5 separate regions of the Rattus norvegicus genome follow, and regions 1, 2, 3 and 4 are each linked to region 5. The links are chromatin contacts, called in public Hi-C and HiChIP or PLAC-seq maps. All regions are on one chromosome and are shown on one strand. The core of a region is the stretch at or near the end of the contact, and the rest is flanking DNA. Distances in the headings are between cores, read along the strand shown.

Region 1 (2,700 bases), core at 7-2,506, 650 kb after region 5:
ACAAAAATGAGCAAAGTGATTAACCAGAAAAAGACAATAAATGACAACAGAAAAAAAGGCAGTAAACATATTAGGAAATAAGGCTTGATAAACAAGGAAAAGACTATGGATGAATATGAATATGTATAGTCTGATAAACATATTTTTGTTGTTACTATAGGGAGCGACATTATCATAAAGAAACTATATGACTACAAAACACAGATGTATATAATGCAGCCATCATCTATTTACAATTATTGTGTCACAGTCAGAGCTAGCTTCACGAACTCCCTGGGAAAACGCCTGAATTATTATGAGTTATTATGCTGCTGTGATTCCATTGGTAGTTTACAACTGCTTTTCAAATTCTATTTTCATATGATCACAAGAGACCCTGGGGTCTATTTTATTTCTTACACCTTTTAAATGACTTTGAGGATGGGCTTCTGTACAAGTAGAGGGGTTCGCTGTTGCTTTGCTTTGCCTGGCTGAGACAAGGGTTGGTTGTGTTAGCCAGGCTTATCTTGAACTCCTGGGCCCTCCTGCCTCAGCCATCCCTGCATTAGGACTACAGATGAGTCATCAAGCCTGTCTAGAAGTGGAATCCTAAGAACAACCTACCAACAAATTCCACGGCAGATTACAAGATGATTAAGGTTAATTTACTCGTCACACAAAAAGGGATTTGCCTTCAAAAATCACATCCTCAAGTACCCCTGGAAAGTAGGCACTACCCCTTCCAGGAAGATCTAGTCTACTTGGAAAACCGAATGAGCTGGAGGTGAACTGCACGGATTCCTCCTAAAAGCCCGGATATGAACATGTTAACCAAGTGCTTGGCCTCTGCTCAGCTTGCCAGCATGCTAGCTTTCCTCAGGAAGCCTGGTTCCAAGAGCGGTCAGATTCCATTCACATTCTGCAGGCCGCTGTGAATCACGCTGCCAGCTACTTAGAAACAACGGCCTGCTTTTTCCATTGCATCTGGTCTTCCAGCTCTCATGGAAACAAGCCCCAGCCCCTTGATGAGCCAGCAGGGCCCAGTCATCTGGCAACAGCCACTGGCCTCTGGCATCTAAGAACATCAACCAGAGAAAATAAGGGGATAAAAACGAAGTAACAGAGGACAATCAATTTCTCACTCCCTCATGGCCTGCGATTCCAAGGGCCTGACACAGGACTGATTTTTGTTCTGAATGCTGTGTAAGTGAATGAACAACAGCCCTAGATTCAGACCATTTTCTCGTGTGCCTGGGATAAGGTTCAGCGATGTTCCCGTGGGCCTGAGTGCTTCTCAAAGCACATGATTCACTGATGTAATACTCTAAGTGAGGATACATTTCTCATCCCAACATTATGTGGGAAAATTTAGCTTTGTCACCTGTTTTTCATGAGCGCTTGGGAAAGTTGCATAATCTCTTTTAACTGTACATCCATCTCATCTTTAAAATGAGAGTAAGACTATCTGACTTTTCCTCTCTCGGTATTATTGAATTGTAAGGGCTATTCATCATTTAAAATGAACATTAAGAACAACAACAACCAAAACTCGTGAAGTCAGTGTACACCAAGAAGCTAGGCTATTCTTCCACCTTAGGAAAAACACCTCTATGGCCTCAAAGGACAAAGCCGTCACAGGAATCATCTAAGTGTGAAACTGTCTTGTACACAGAGGCCTTCATTGTCTTGTTAGAAATCAGAAGCCACTGCATCTCAACAATCCGCTGCTGAGTGAAAGGGTACTAACACTTCTGCTCTTCTTCAGGAAGAAGATGTGATGACACTGTTTACCTCACAGTGCCTCACAGCTCAGTGGTAAGGATGGAAAAACAAGGCTGAACCCACATCAGGAGGGGTTTCCGCTTCCATTAAGACTTTTCCAAAATGAAGGCGCCACTCTCCGTGTATGCTTATTATTATAAGATGTGCCTCCACTAAAAACTACGCTTCTTCTATACTGAGAAAAGAACTTCCGCCTTTCAAACATCTACTTGTGCCGGGTAATTTGAATAGTACAGGCCCCCAGCCCATGGCTCACTAATCATGGAACCCGGGAGCTATTGCATCATTTTGAAATACTCAGAACCTGTAGAAACACTGAGTCAGATCGCAACAGGGCCAGCATAGCTCGTTGTCCAAGAAAGGTAAATGAAACCCCACGCTGTTTCATGTGCGCAAAGGTCTTTTCGGTAAAACCTTTCAAATGCCAGCAGGAGCTGATTGTTATCCCACTTTTTTTTTTTTTTTTTAATTGTGAGGACTTCTTTTTTTTTTTTTTTTATTAACTTGAGTATTTCTTATATACATTTCGAGTGTTATTCCCTTTCCCGGTATCCGGGCAAACATCCCGCTCCCCCTTCCCCTTCCTTATGGGTGTTCCCTTCCCCACCCTCCCCCCATTGCCGCCCTCCCCCCATAGACTAGTTCACTGGGGGTTCAGTCTTAGCAGGACCCAGGGCTTCCCCTTCCACTGGTGCTCTTACTAGGATATTCATTGCTACCTATGAGGTCAGAGTCCACGGTCAGTCCATGTATAGTCTTTAGGTAGTGGCTTAGTCCCTGGAAGCTCTGGTTGCTTGGCATTGTTGTACATATGGGGTCTCGAGCCCCCACTTTTCAAAAGGTTGAATTGCTTACACATATGCAGCTAATTCTCTTTGCGTGGAACAGGCAGTCCTGAACATGCTATAAAATATGAGGAGACGGGCCGTGCAAAGGAGC
Region 2 (2,700 bases), core at 84-2,583, 510 kb after region 5:
AGAGAGAATAATAGGACAAAGTCTTTGAGGTGGGAGTATGCCTGGTGTGGCATACAAGATGAAAAGAGCTGACAAGGCCAACAGCCATGAGTGACCTATACAAAACAGCTTTGGTGAAACCCTGGAAACAAAAGCCCAAGTGGGGTGGATTGGAAGAGATATGTTAGAAGGTCAATTGGAGTTAGCTTGGGTATCTAGAGGGAAAATCCAAGATGCAGAGTTCATTTTGAAAATGGAAGTTATTCCCACATGTTTTATGAAAATTAGTAAGGAGAAGATGGGAGTAAATATCACGAAGTGTGTGAGGGGGTGAAAGTAGGTGTAACCACTGGTTAAGTAAGCAGCTGCGATGAGGAAGAACCTGAGTATACATGGAATCGAAAGGTTCCTCAGTAACAACGTGAGAACTACTTCTATGGCCTCAGAGAAACCAGAGGAATGGCTACCGAGGAGTAAAAGAGAAGTACTGAATGTTGGTAAAAGGAAAAGGTATTTGCTTCAGAGAGAAATGTTAGGATGGATCCTAGGGAGTACTAAAGGCATTCAGGTAAGACAGTAAGGGCAGGTTTAGATCGGGTCTGTTTCTCCAGTGAGACAGAGTAGACAAAGAATGATTAGGTTTAATAGTTTTTCCTTAAGGAAAAGAAGCTGAGGGTCTATACCCTGTAGTAATTATAACCGTGGGCAACTGGGTAGTTTTGGCTAGGAGATGAACTGAGGATGTATAATCATTAATTTGGGGAGATCTTAATGTAGTTGACATGTTGCTAGGCTGGAGATAAAAAGTAGATGAGGTGGCAGTTAATGAAAAGGGCACTTAAATCACGATGTTAGAGGGAAGAAGGTGTAAGCTCAGAACATAGCCATGAAATCAGATAAAACACTATGGATTTTGAGTACGATTTTGGGGGTTGACTACACATCCGTGTAGCAAGATAAAGAAAAGCATCCTACTCCTTTTCAAGCAGCGAGCTCTCATCACATGGAGAGGGGCACGGCAGGAATAGTAAATAAGGTGGACACCAGCACTGGCCCTGCACTGCTGACAAGAATTTCCAAAGGTTAGGGCTGGAGATCAGTCATCACATTCAACATTAGGCAATCTGTATCCATCTGTCCCATTATCCCTCCTTCCCCGTTCTCCATCAAGTCAAGCCAGAGGTAAAGTCAACCAGAGGTAAGGTACGGCATACATTTCTTTAGCTGACCACAGCCTGGATCCAGATGAACTTTTTTTTTGGTACAGTATTTATTATTCTAATAAAGCAAATGGAATGTTTAGCAATGATGGGGGCAATCTGATTGGCACACATACAGGGCATTAATTCTTCCAAGGTGACTGGTGCATAAAAAGTGAAACCATAGCACTCGTTTCCCTCCCCCAGGCACCTCTAATTTTCAGCTTATATTAACTGTAAGACGAGCTAATGTTTTTGGTGTAGAAAAATGGCATTATCCCAGACGTAGAAATTACTTTCAGAAAGAAAGATTCTATAGCCACCCAGATTACATAAATGGCATCTGCGGCCAGCGACTATTATGTTGCAGCAGACAGGGAAGGCCACAGTGCAAGCACCTGAGTAACTAAACACCAACTTGTTACAGGCATCAAAAGCCCCACTTTGGGTGAGAAAATTATATGATAACTTTTGTCCACAAAAGATATGCAGTTTTGAAACAATCCCAAAGAAGTGACTGCATCTCGACAACATGGTCTAAACTTCTCACTCTCTCAGTACAGGATACCCTCGTGAGCATTTTGAAAATCTGAATGTATGACTGTTTTACAAGGGAAAACTTGGAAAAGCAACTGGATAGGCTTGGGACAAAAGCAGATGTCAGAGGACCAGAACCTACCAAACTGTGCTTTCAAACTCTTGCTCTGACTTACTCTACCTACCCCTTTTGTTTATCCCTGGCTATGAATTCATTTGTAAACCAGAGAGAGAAAAGGTTGTTTATGTTTTTTTAAAGAACACGTTGAACTCCTTAAAAATATTCACTTTTTAAGTGATAAAAGGAAGAGAAAGGAAAGAAGAGTCGAGTGAGTGAGAAAGACAGGGAAACCCTAAGTGAAAAGTGATGCAGATGGGGTGACAGGGGTAGGGGGGATGACGGGGGATGCTGAATGACTGAATTACACGTGAGCCCACTTCCCAGCATAGAGCAAAACTCCAGACCGACATTAATAAAATATGAAGTACTAACTTAGAGGAGATGATGAACATCTTTCTAGTGATTATTAAGAGAGTAGGATTGATCTTGAGCCAGCTGGGCACACAGCAGTGTAATATAGTAGGCATGTGTGCATGCTCATGTTCTCTCTCTCTCTCTCTCTCCCTCCCTCCCTCCCTCCCTCCCTCCCTCCCTCTCTCTCTCTCCCTCCCTCCCCCCCCTCTCTCTCCCTCCCTCCCTCCCTCTCTCTCTCTCTCCCTCCCTCCCTCCCTCCCTCTCTCTCCCTCCTTCCCCCCCCTCTTTCTCTCTCCCCCCCCCCTCTCTCTCTCCCCCCCCCTCTCTCTCTCGTAGTAATGGCTTTGAACCTAGGACCTCACACAAACCAGAACTGAGCCATAGGTCAGGCCTGACTCATCTCATTATGCTACTTCTATGACTATGATACCGTGTGCTTCAGTTTCCTCATTAGTAAAACAGATATAATATCACACCTCACAGGGCCGCTGCAAAGAGTGACTCCATATG
Region 3 (2,700 bases), core at 59-2,558, 530 kb after region 5:
TTGGATCTTGTTCCTTCAGGGGACACACAGATGCTTTCTGTCTGGCCTCTGTTTCTCTTTAGTCCTTCTCCATGCTATCTTCAGAATTCTTTCTGAAACATAATCCATTCAAGTTGCTGTCTTTCTTTAAAACTCCCACGAGCTCTTCTAGAACTTAAACTATTCTACCCAAGGCCCATCACAATCTCCCCTCAACCCACTCAGCATCCGCCCATGGCTCCACATTTTTTTTTTTATTTTAAGCATGCTATGCCATTTCAAACATCTCAGCATTTACATAAACCATTCCCTATGACGATCCTGTTCCTTCCAACCCTACCGCTCTGAAAATTTCGACTTATTCTTAACTCCCCCAATTCAAGTGTCTCCTCCTTTCCTTTGCAGAAATAGTTGTTTCATGTTCTGTGTGTCCATGTGTTTGTTCGCTTGGCTAAAAGGCACTGCACCGTGTGTCTTCAGGTCTGAGGTGGCATCCTAGGGTTATGACTGGTGATCCTCTGATGACTGGTACACTCAGGTGCTTAACAGATGTCTATGAACTCAATGAATAAGCCCAGAGATTAATGTGTTACAAAAGCAAAAAAGCAGACTTTCCAGTATGACTCAATATAATCATAAACTAAAATAATTTATTTTTTAAAATAAAAGTTTCATGGTGAGGGGATATTAGCCAGACCAAAAAATATAATCATTATGCATGGCCTTGGCTAAGACAATCAAAATTGACCTTTTTAGTGCTATAAACTTGTTTCTTGGTAAAACCACACAGTGTCTGATAAATAATAAACACTGTGTATGTGTCTGACATTGCCAGTGTTACAGGTTATACAAGAGTTTCAAGTTCATCTGCATAGATACAAAGAGAAGCTGTGATAAGGGAATCCTAATTCTAAGTGACTAGCCTATACTAACATTAAGAAATGAATGTTTGCATACCCAAGTTTCCTAATGCACACAGAAATATCCTGCTTTAAACACATGAAACAAGCCAATGGCCTTTGGCCCCAAACCATACATAGCATCCGCGGACGGTATGCTGAAAGGCTTTTGGCAATTTCTTCTAGGTTTTTGTATAGACTAACATCAAGCCAATTTATCTGACCTCCTTGATCCACCCTGCCCATCTAGTACCTTTAGCTATTTTTCTAGAAGCCTGAATGAGTCAGAACAAGAAATGATTAATCAACTTGGAGAGGTTTGAAAGCTGGAAGAGAGCCACGCTGTGAGTAAAGCCTCGGAGCTGTGGGACTGCAGCAGTTGGAAAGTTAGGGGATTTCCATGGTTGAAAACATTTGGCTGGTTTGCCATGCTCCTCTGACCTTGCAATAAGACAGAACAGACCCAGCTGGGTGATTTACCTCTGACAATATCCCATGTCTGCTGCCGTTGGCTGTGTGCTCTGACTTGACAAAATCAAAGTAATTCCCCCTGAGCCTTATGATTCTGGAACTGGCTCAGAAAATCCCCTCTGCTTTTTTCTCTCAGTGGATAGCATTCTCAGTCCCTGGCTTCACTTTTAACTGTGAGGCTGAAATTAGAAGTATACACACAGCCCCTAGCACAGTGCTTGGCAGTCAGTCGGTGTGTGGGGGTCCTTTTCTTCTGTCGGGGCAGGCTGGTCTCACAACTCAGGAAATACAGCACCATCTTGCTTCTCTTCTTCTTCTTCTTCTTCTTCTTCTTCTTCTTCTTCTTCTTCTTCTTCTTCTTCTTCTTCTTCTTCTTCTTCTTCTTCTTCCCCTCTCTCTCTCTCTCTCTCTCTCTCTCTCTCTCTCTCTCTCTCTCTCTCTCTGACAGCTGTTACACTGCAGGCACAACTTAAAATCACTTTTCCAGTAGAAGATTTGAATTATTTTCTGGTTCCCTGCTGCCTTTATTCAAATTCTCCCAAATGTTTTATTGAGGTCTTGATTTCTGTTTTACGATTTTGTTTTTTGAAGATACGATTCTGGTACCATCAGAATGTGGGTCCTTAACGTGCTGCAGACAGTGTATCGGAGCAGGGCAAGTGTTTTTTCCTCCATTTCTTCTCTTGCCTGAAATGCTACCCTGATGCAGGGAGAAATGATACGGGGCCTATGGGCTTTCTGACGTGTTTGTCTTCGTTATGTCTCTGCCTCCATTTCCTCACCTCTTCACATTGTCTCCTCTCATTTAAACAAGCACACTGCTGGGTTTACCTCCAGACCTTTCTTTACTGCTTTTGCTTTCTGCCCCGTCAGTGCATCTATAATGTTTACTGTGAGTGTGCTGTCAATGATGTGTCAGTAAGAGGTAGACTTCATTGTTTATTGGTCTTGTGTATCTATTTCTCTCTTTAATGTCATTCATTTCTCTTATACAACTTCTTAGGATTTCATTCACTAACATAGCAGCAGCAGCAGCAGCAGCAGCAACAACAACAACAACAACGACAACCGCAAAAGATTTAGGCAAAAATGTCTGTCTAATTTTCTTATCTGAAAAGATCCAGGTTCTTCCCCAAAGCAGTAAACACTGTCGTGTATCTCACACATTCACATAAACATACACATGCCAACGCTCACTGCAAGGGCTCTTACCCATTGATTTACAGGACCTTGTTGAGCAATGGCAGCTGCTGATTTTCACTGCATTGGCATGGAGGTGGCCTGGGAATTTTCCTTTTGGCACACAGGTCAGTAAACACACTGGGGATTTGCAGTAAAGACATAAGGAGCT
Region 4 (2,700 bases), core at 63-2,562, 600 kb after region 5:
AATGCTAACTGATATAACGTTCCCAATGGGTTATTCATGGTACATAAGACTAAATCTCATTTTAAAGTGATTTTCACAATCTCCCTACAAAATGACATCTGAAAACACTTAAGAGATACACTTATCTGGTGGTTAAAAAAAAGGGTGGAAAATCCTCTCTGTCTTACTTCATAAAGGTTATTGAAAATGCCATGTGATTAATATTATTTATTTGGCATTGGCTTAAACTCCAAAGGTAACACTTAGCCACTCTCTGTTTACCAAGTTAATCACCAGATTTGTCTACTTTGTCTGATTTACTGAGACAAATACTCTGAGTGTCTGAAGTGTTTTATCTGGCCCTGGGAAGGGAGAACGAGAGGAGAAGGAGTGTTGTGCATTTATTAATAGATAAGTGCAAACAGGCCCTATCCTATCACATGAACAGCTAGGACCTTTGGTCACTGTTTATTGAAAATAAAATTAGCCTTGGCTGACAGGTACTTATCAGCTCTGAGAATAATTAACTACTCACATCTGGTACTCGTTAGTGAAAATGCTAGTGGGAACCATTACCTTTGGTAAGGGTTATATTTCCTGACCAGCTAACCTCCCCCTAACATACTACTGGAATGCACTTTTCATTCCCAAGCAGCCTGCTGGCAGTACCAAGAGCATTTCCACACACTGCTGCCCCTCCTCAACCCAACAGAAAGACAGTGTCAGAAATCTAAAGTGTGTGGCCAAGACAGGCTGGTTCCCACAGGAAGCTTACAAACTCACCACCGGGAATTCCCTGCCCCATAGAGTCCTGGAACTTTGTAAACAAACAAGGGTCAGTGTGAGTTAATCAATAATAACATTTTGTACTTTTAAATTTTGTTTTTGTGGTTTTTCAAGGACTTCAAGGAACTTCACTGTGTAGACTAACATGAGTATAGTGTTCAAGGTCCAAGAAGCCCAGGAACCAACAATTGCCATCACTGGTCAGATGGAAAAACAGTAATAAACTAGGTACCTCAGGCCTACTTTATTTGTTTTCTATTTAACAATTCCTTGACTGGGCAATAATTTTCACAATTTCATTAAAGCAAAGGAAATGCCCCGGGGCATTCATAGAAATAAGCAATACGTAATACATGCTTTTGTATTCATGCGGCAGGGATCAAGAGGCAGAAACTCAAGGCCTTTGCAATTAGCTTGCTGAAATCCTAAACGAGTCACTTGTTGTCAGGTGACTCTCATATCTGTGCCCCGTAAAAGCTGCACTGAAATGCTGGACTAAGGGCTGACTTCTGACAGCGCCAGGAAAGTGTGTGTGAATCAGAGATTAAGAAATGCCACCTCTTCTCGCAACCACCACCCAAAGAGCATGCGCAGGTTTGACCTAGGCCTCCCACACACATGTAGCAGCTTGAACGTCAGGTGGGTCCCGAAAATTGGAATTGGGCAGGTGTGTGGGGGGGTCCCAAAGGCTGTTGCCTGTATGTGGGATATGTTCTTCTCTACCTTGTCCGACTTCAGTGGGGAGAAAGTGCCTAGCCTCACAGAGACTTGAAGTGCTAGGGTTGGAGGGATACCCAAGGGAGGCACCTGCTCAGAGGAAAAAGGAATTGTGCGTTGGGGGTAGAGGGAGGGTGACCCGGAGTGGGGCAGTGAGAGGGATGTAAAGTGAATAAGTAAAATAAATTAAATTAAAAAAAAAACTTTAAAAAAAATGTCAGCTCTTCAAGGCCTTTTTTTTTCTCAAAGAAAATAGTAAGTGCCTGTCAATAATAAATAGTGCTATTTTAACTTACACCGTTTATTAAGGTACTTTTCTGACATGTTTTACAGATAAATGTTGCTCCTCCTAATGCAACAAAGGGGTGTGTATGAGAAGCGTGGGTAATCTGAAGATCAGCAGCTGCCCTGTTTCTAAGGAAACTGCAAACTGGATTCTATTAGGAGTGAATAGATGGTCTCTCCAAACACACGGGCCTTCTAACACACGCTACGTGGGTGGACATCAGATCCCTTAGTAGATGAGGACATGAGCTAAGAAGCTGGGAAGTCTAAGGATAAGGAGCCAGTAACTAGGGGCTGAGAAACAGAAGAAGGAAGGAATAATAGACAGGAAGGGAATTTAATACTGAGGAGCGATGAGAGGCCAAAGAAAAAACCAGAATAAACAGAAAAACAAGGAGCATTCTGGAATTAAGCAGTGCAGTCAGGTGACTCAGTGAGGCCACACCATGGGGGCGGGGGCGGACGGCTTAGAGTATGGGGTGGGGGAGAAGTGGGAGGAGACTCAGCCATGTGAAATAGCAAGGGAAGTCAGAATTACTGGTCAAAAGCTGAGAGAATGTTAGTTGCTCAGGATAGGGCCCAACAGGGACAAGAAGGAGCCAAACGGAATACATTAATAATTCTAAACAGGAGCAGCCATGAGGATTTAGAATGTAGCACTAAGAAATTATTTGTATAAAACTGGCAGAAATAGAAAATGCTAATCCTCAAATCAAACTCCAACAATAACTTTGAGTTACTGGACTGTGGAAATGTTCTTATGTGAACCCATCTGTGGTATCATTTCAACTATTTATTGGAAAACTAGCTGTGGGATGACTATAGATAGTCCTCCTAGGTTTCATTCAGATATATCTGCTCAACTCAAGAATCAAGGAGGCAAAGGGTTTCAACTATTTTCATGTCACTAAACAAGAAGGTTGGGTAAAAGTA
Region 5 (2,700 bases), core at 12-2,511:
AACTTCCATACCTCCCAGATGCTCCTAGATTTGCAGGGAAGCCATGTCCCAACAATCCTATCATAAACCGAAAATGCCAGGTAGTGTGGAAAGTGTGCCTGCTTCCTTAACTTATCAAACATCACCCCTGTGCAGTGCAGTACACTACAGACCACAGTCTGTTTTCCACTCACGACTGTGGGAACTTTCTGCAAAAGAATATTGTGTTTACTGCTAGTCCAGGGGGAAAACCCAGAGTTAAAAATTCAACCGTGGCTCCTACTGAATGTATATTATTTAGGTTCCAACTTACAGTGAAATTATGATAAATTGGGGACTGTAGTTCCCTATTTATGTCTTCTCTCAGTGCCTTAATGTGTTCCTTCAGAAAAATTTGAAAACTTTTTCAAATTGGGGCTAGGAAAGGTGATTCACAGGCCCAATGACCTGAGTTTGGTCCCCAAAATCTATACGTTGGAAGGAGGGAAACCAGTCTTGAAAACTGTCCTTATTTAATGTAAGCACACCTGTGAACACACACACACACACACACACACACACACACACACACACACGTATGTATAAATGTATCAAAACTTTTTCAGGGGGCTAGAGAGATGACTCAGCAGTTAAGGTCACTGGCTACTCTTAGAAGATCCAGGTTCAATTCCCAGCACTCACATGACAGCTTACAAACGTCTGTAATTCTAGTTCAGGGGATCTGAAGTCCTCTTCTGGCCTTAGAGTGTGTTGCCCGCACATGGTACACAGAAGTACATAGGCAGACATCTATGCGCTTAAAATTGAAAACTTTCTCAAGTGCCGCCATAGATTTGTGAGATTACTCTGCTCAGTGTCATATAGGGGAGAGCTTTGTCAGGGTCCTCTGTGCTGTCTGCACGGTATTTTGTATACTGGAGTGGATGGTCGAGCCCTCATCTAAGTAAGAGAACCAAGCTGGTGGGTTCAGGACCAGCAGGCAACAGCAGTATCCACCCTGGAACTCCGTAAAATGCAAACTCTGAATCAGGGCCGGGCTAACAGAAGTGTTGGATGCCTAGGGAAGTGTGGTGCACTCTCGTGGTTCGAGAACTCTCTAGAAAGCTGAGTCTCAGTGTCAGGTGATCAGGGCAGTTTTGGTGGTCCCGCATGTGCTGTTTGGCACACTGGCCAGTGGAGGGCAGTGTTGCCACGCCCATCGCGCCTCCTGGGCTGGCGGTGCGGCGGGAAAGGCCCCGGGAGGCCGGCTGGGGAAGACCGGCTGGCCGACCGCAGCCGGCTCGCCATCCGCGGACCCGGCCGCAGACGCTCCGAGATGCGGAAGGGCCAGCAGCGGCCCTGAAGCTCCGGGCAAGCCACACTGCCACTCTGCCGCTCTGCTGCGTCCGGGTCTGGAAGGTTCGCGAGGCGCCGGGGCTCAGGGGAGGAGGCTTGCTCGGGCCGGCCGGGGCAGTGTGCCAGAGAGGGCGGCGGAACCTTGACCGCGGCCCCGGAGGCAAAGGGCAGCCTCCGCGTGATGCCTCGGCGAGCAAAACAAGCCGGCCATCTTGGCGCCCTTAACCCGCTCCTGGCCGCTCTAGGCGCGGCCAAGGGTCCGGCCACCGAGCCCCGCAGTAGACCTAGGTTTGGAAACCGAAATGCCATGGGCATGGGAAGGAATTTCTAAGAACGGGAAGAAAACCGGAGGTCTTGGCACGTTCCCTGGGACGTTTGGGAATGCTATCAGTTAGCCATTAGCAGGCAGGGCCAGCGCTTCGGTCAGTGATTGGATTTGTCCCAGTCGCCTCCTAGTTCTTTTTGCCCTATATTCAAAGAGCTTAAAGTCATGGGTGGTTGAAGTAGGTCAGAGTGATCACCAGGCGGTTGCCTGGCAGCCCAGTGTCAGGGTCCGAGACAAGGTGATATTCCAGTGGATGCCCTCGGGTCGTACCAACCCAGGGTCAAGGACTAACTGCTCCAGTGTTATAGGTGATCAGCTCATTTCCAGTTTCTCAATCATTCTGATGTCATCCAAGGAACAGAAGACCCCACCGTTCCTCCTCTCTGCCTAGCTTACATGTTGTTCTATCATTTGTAGATTTTAGAATATTCTCTCTTCTGTCAGCCCCCATTAGGAAGCCTTCTTTAATTTCCTCCTCTGTTTCCGGTGAAGTTGCCTCTTCCTGGCTAGCCCACCTACATGCCATCATCAGCGGGATTCGGCTACTCTCAGTCTTTGTGGCTGCGCCCTCCCCTTCTGAATCTCGAGGACCCATGAGTGTCAGGCCCATCAAGAAGTTGGTCTTCTTACTGGGTAGGTAGGTCACTCCTTGCAAGAGGATTACCATGATTGAATAGGTTTTAATCTGGATTTGGGCTAGGAGTTAGGCAAGGTTCACAGGTGTTTTGAACTTTAGCACAGGGGTATGTATAGTGGTGGTGTTTTCTTAAGCCCTGCAATGGAACCCTTTTGTGTGTTTACTGAAAGTTATTCTGAGTAGGACTGTCAGGGTGCGGTAGGAACCAAAACCGTAGGTGTGAACCAGACTGAGAAGATGACCCCTCAGAGCCTCTCTGTGCGGTTCTGTATGGCCCGGGCTGTGAGCAATGGGAGGACAACCAGGCAGGCAGGCTCAGGACCAACTGAAGACTGACCACGCTGATGGTTCTCAACCTGTGGGTCGAGACCCCTCTGGGAATCAAAGGACCATTGGAAAACACCGATATTTGCACTGTGATTCA

Evidence for each region. Hi-C and Micro-C count contacts between places; a contact is called where the count stands out from the background. HiChIP or PLAC-seq counts read pairs in DNA pulled down with a chosen protein or histone mark.
Region 1: a contact with region 5 is called in an H3K27ac HiChIP or PLAC-seq map of oligodendrocytes, with 9 times the contacts expected there. The contact joins two enhancer-like sites. A contact is called at or near these places in 1 of 12 Hi-C or Micro-C datasets (Schwann cells) and 1 of 1 datasets of contacts at active chromatin or transcription factors (oligodendrocytes).
Region 2: a contact with region 5 is called in a Hi-C map of the A7r5 cell line, with 4 times the contacts expected there. The contact joins two enhancer-like sites. A contact is called at or near these places in 11 of 12 Hi-C or Micro-C datasets (the A7r5 cell line, the Rat2 cell line, Schwann cells and 6 more) and 1 of 1 datasets of contacts at active chromatin or transcription factors (oligodendrocytes).
Region 3: a Hi-C map of the A7r5 cell line shows a contact between it and region 5, with 4 times the contacts expected there. The contact joins two enhancer-like sites. A contact is called at or near these places in 11 of 12 Hi-C or Micro-C datasets (the A7r5 cell line, the Rat2 cell line, Schwann cells and 6 more) and 1 of 1 datasets of contacts at active chromatin or transcription factors (oligodendrocytes).
Region 4: a contact with region 5 is called in a Hi-C map of liver, with 2.8 times the contacts expected there. The contact joins two enhancer-like sites. A contact is called at or near these places in 5 of 12 Hi-C or Micro-C datasets (the A7r5 cell line, frontal cortex, kidney and 1 more).

What each region holds. Positions count from the first base shown.
Region 1 is chr6:104,036,692-104,039,391 of GRCr8, reverse strand. The region is part of intron 7 of Rad51b (RAD51 paralog B); the gene reads right to left. Among named protein-coding and RNA genes, the nearest start is that of Rad51b, 210 kb to the right of the region's middle. Within about 2 kb of position 1,256, at least 68 of the 93 cell types and tissues checked have an H3K27ac peak or open chromatin away from gene starts, as enhancers often do. A contact at or near this core is called in Schwann cells, where this site is marked.
Region 2 is chr6:104,173,829-104,176,528 of GRCr8, reverse strand. All of the region lies in intron 7 of Rad51b (RAD51 paralog B), which reads right to left. Among named protein-coding and RNA genes, the nearest start is that of Atp5pdl1, 250 kb to the left of the region's middle. Within about 2 kb of position 1,333, at least 1 of the 93 cell types and tissues checked has an H3K27ac peak or open chromatin away from gene starts, as enhancers often do. A contact at or near this core is called in the A7r5 cell line, where this site is marked.
Region 3 is chr6:104,153,744-104,156,443 of GRCr8, reverse strand. All of the region lies in intron 7 of Rad51b (RAD51 paralog B), which reads right to left. Among named protein-coding and RNA genes, the nearest start is that of Atp5pdl1, 280 kb to the left of the region's middle. Within about 2 kb of position 1,308, at least 31 of the 93 cell types and tissues checked have an H3K27ac peak or open chromatin away from gene starts, as enhancers often do. A contact at or near this core is called in the A7r5 cell line, kidney and prefrontal cortex, where this site is marked.
Region 4 is chr6:104,089,418-104,092,117 of GRCr8, reverse strand. The region is part of intron 7 of Rad51b (RAD51 paralog B); the gene reads right to left. Among named protein-coding and RNA genes, the nearest start is that of Rad51b, 260 kb to the right of the region's middle. Within about 2 kb of position 1,312, at least 13 of the 93 cell types and tissues checked have an H3K27ac peak or open chromatin away from gene starts, as enhancers often do. A contact at or near this core is called in liver, where this site is marked.
Region 5 is chr6:104,686,377-104,689,076 of GRCr8, reverse strand. No RefSeq gene overlaps it. Among named protein-coding and RNA genes, the nearest start is that of Zfp36l1, 19 kb to the right of the region's middle. Within about 2 kb of position 1,261, at least 67 of the 93 cell types and tissues checked have an H3K27ac peak or open chromatin away from gene starts, as enhancers often do. A contact at or near this core is called in the A7r5 cell line, Schwann cells, kidney and 2 more, where this site is marked.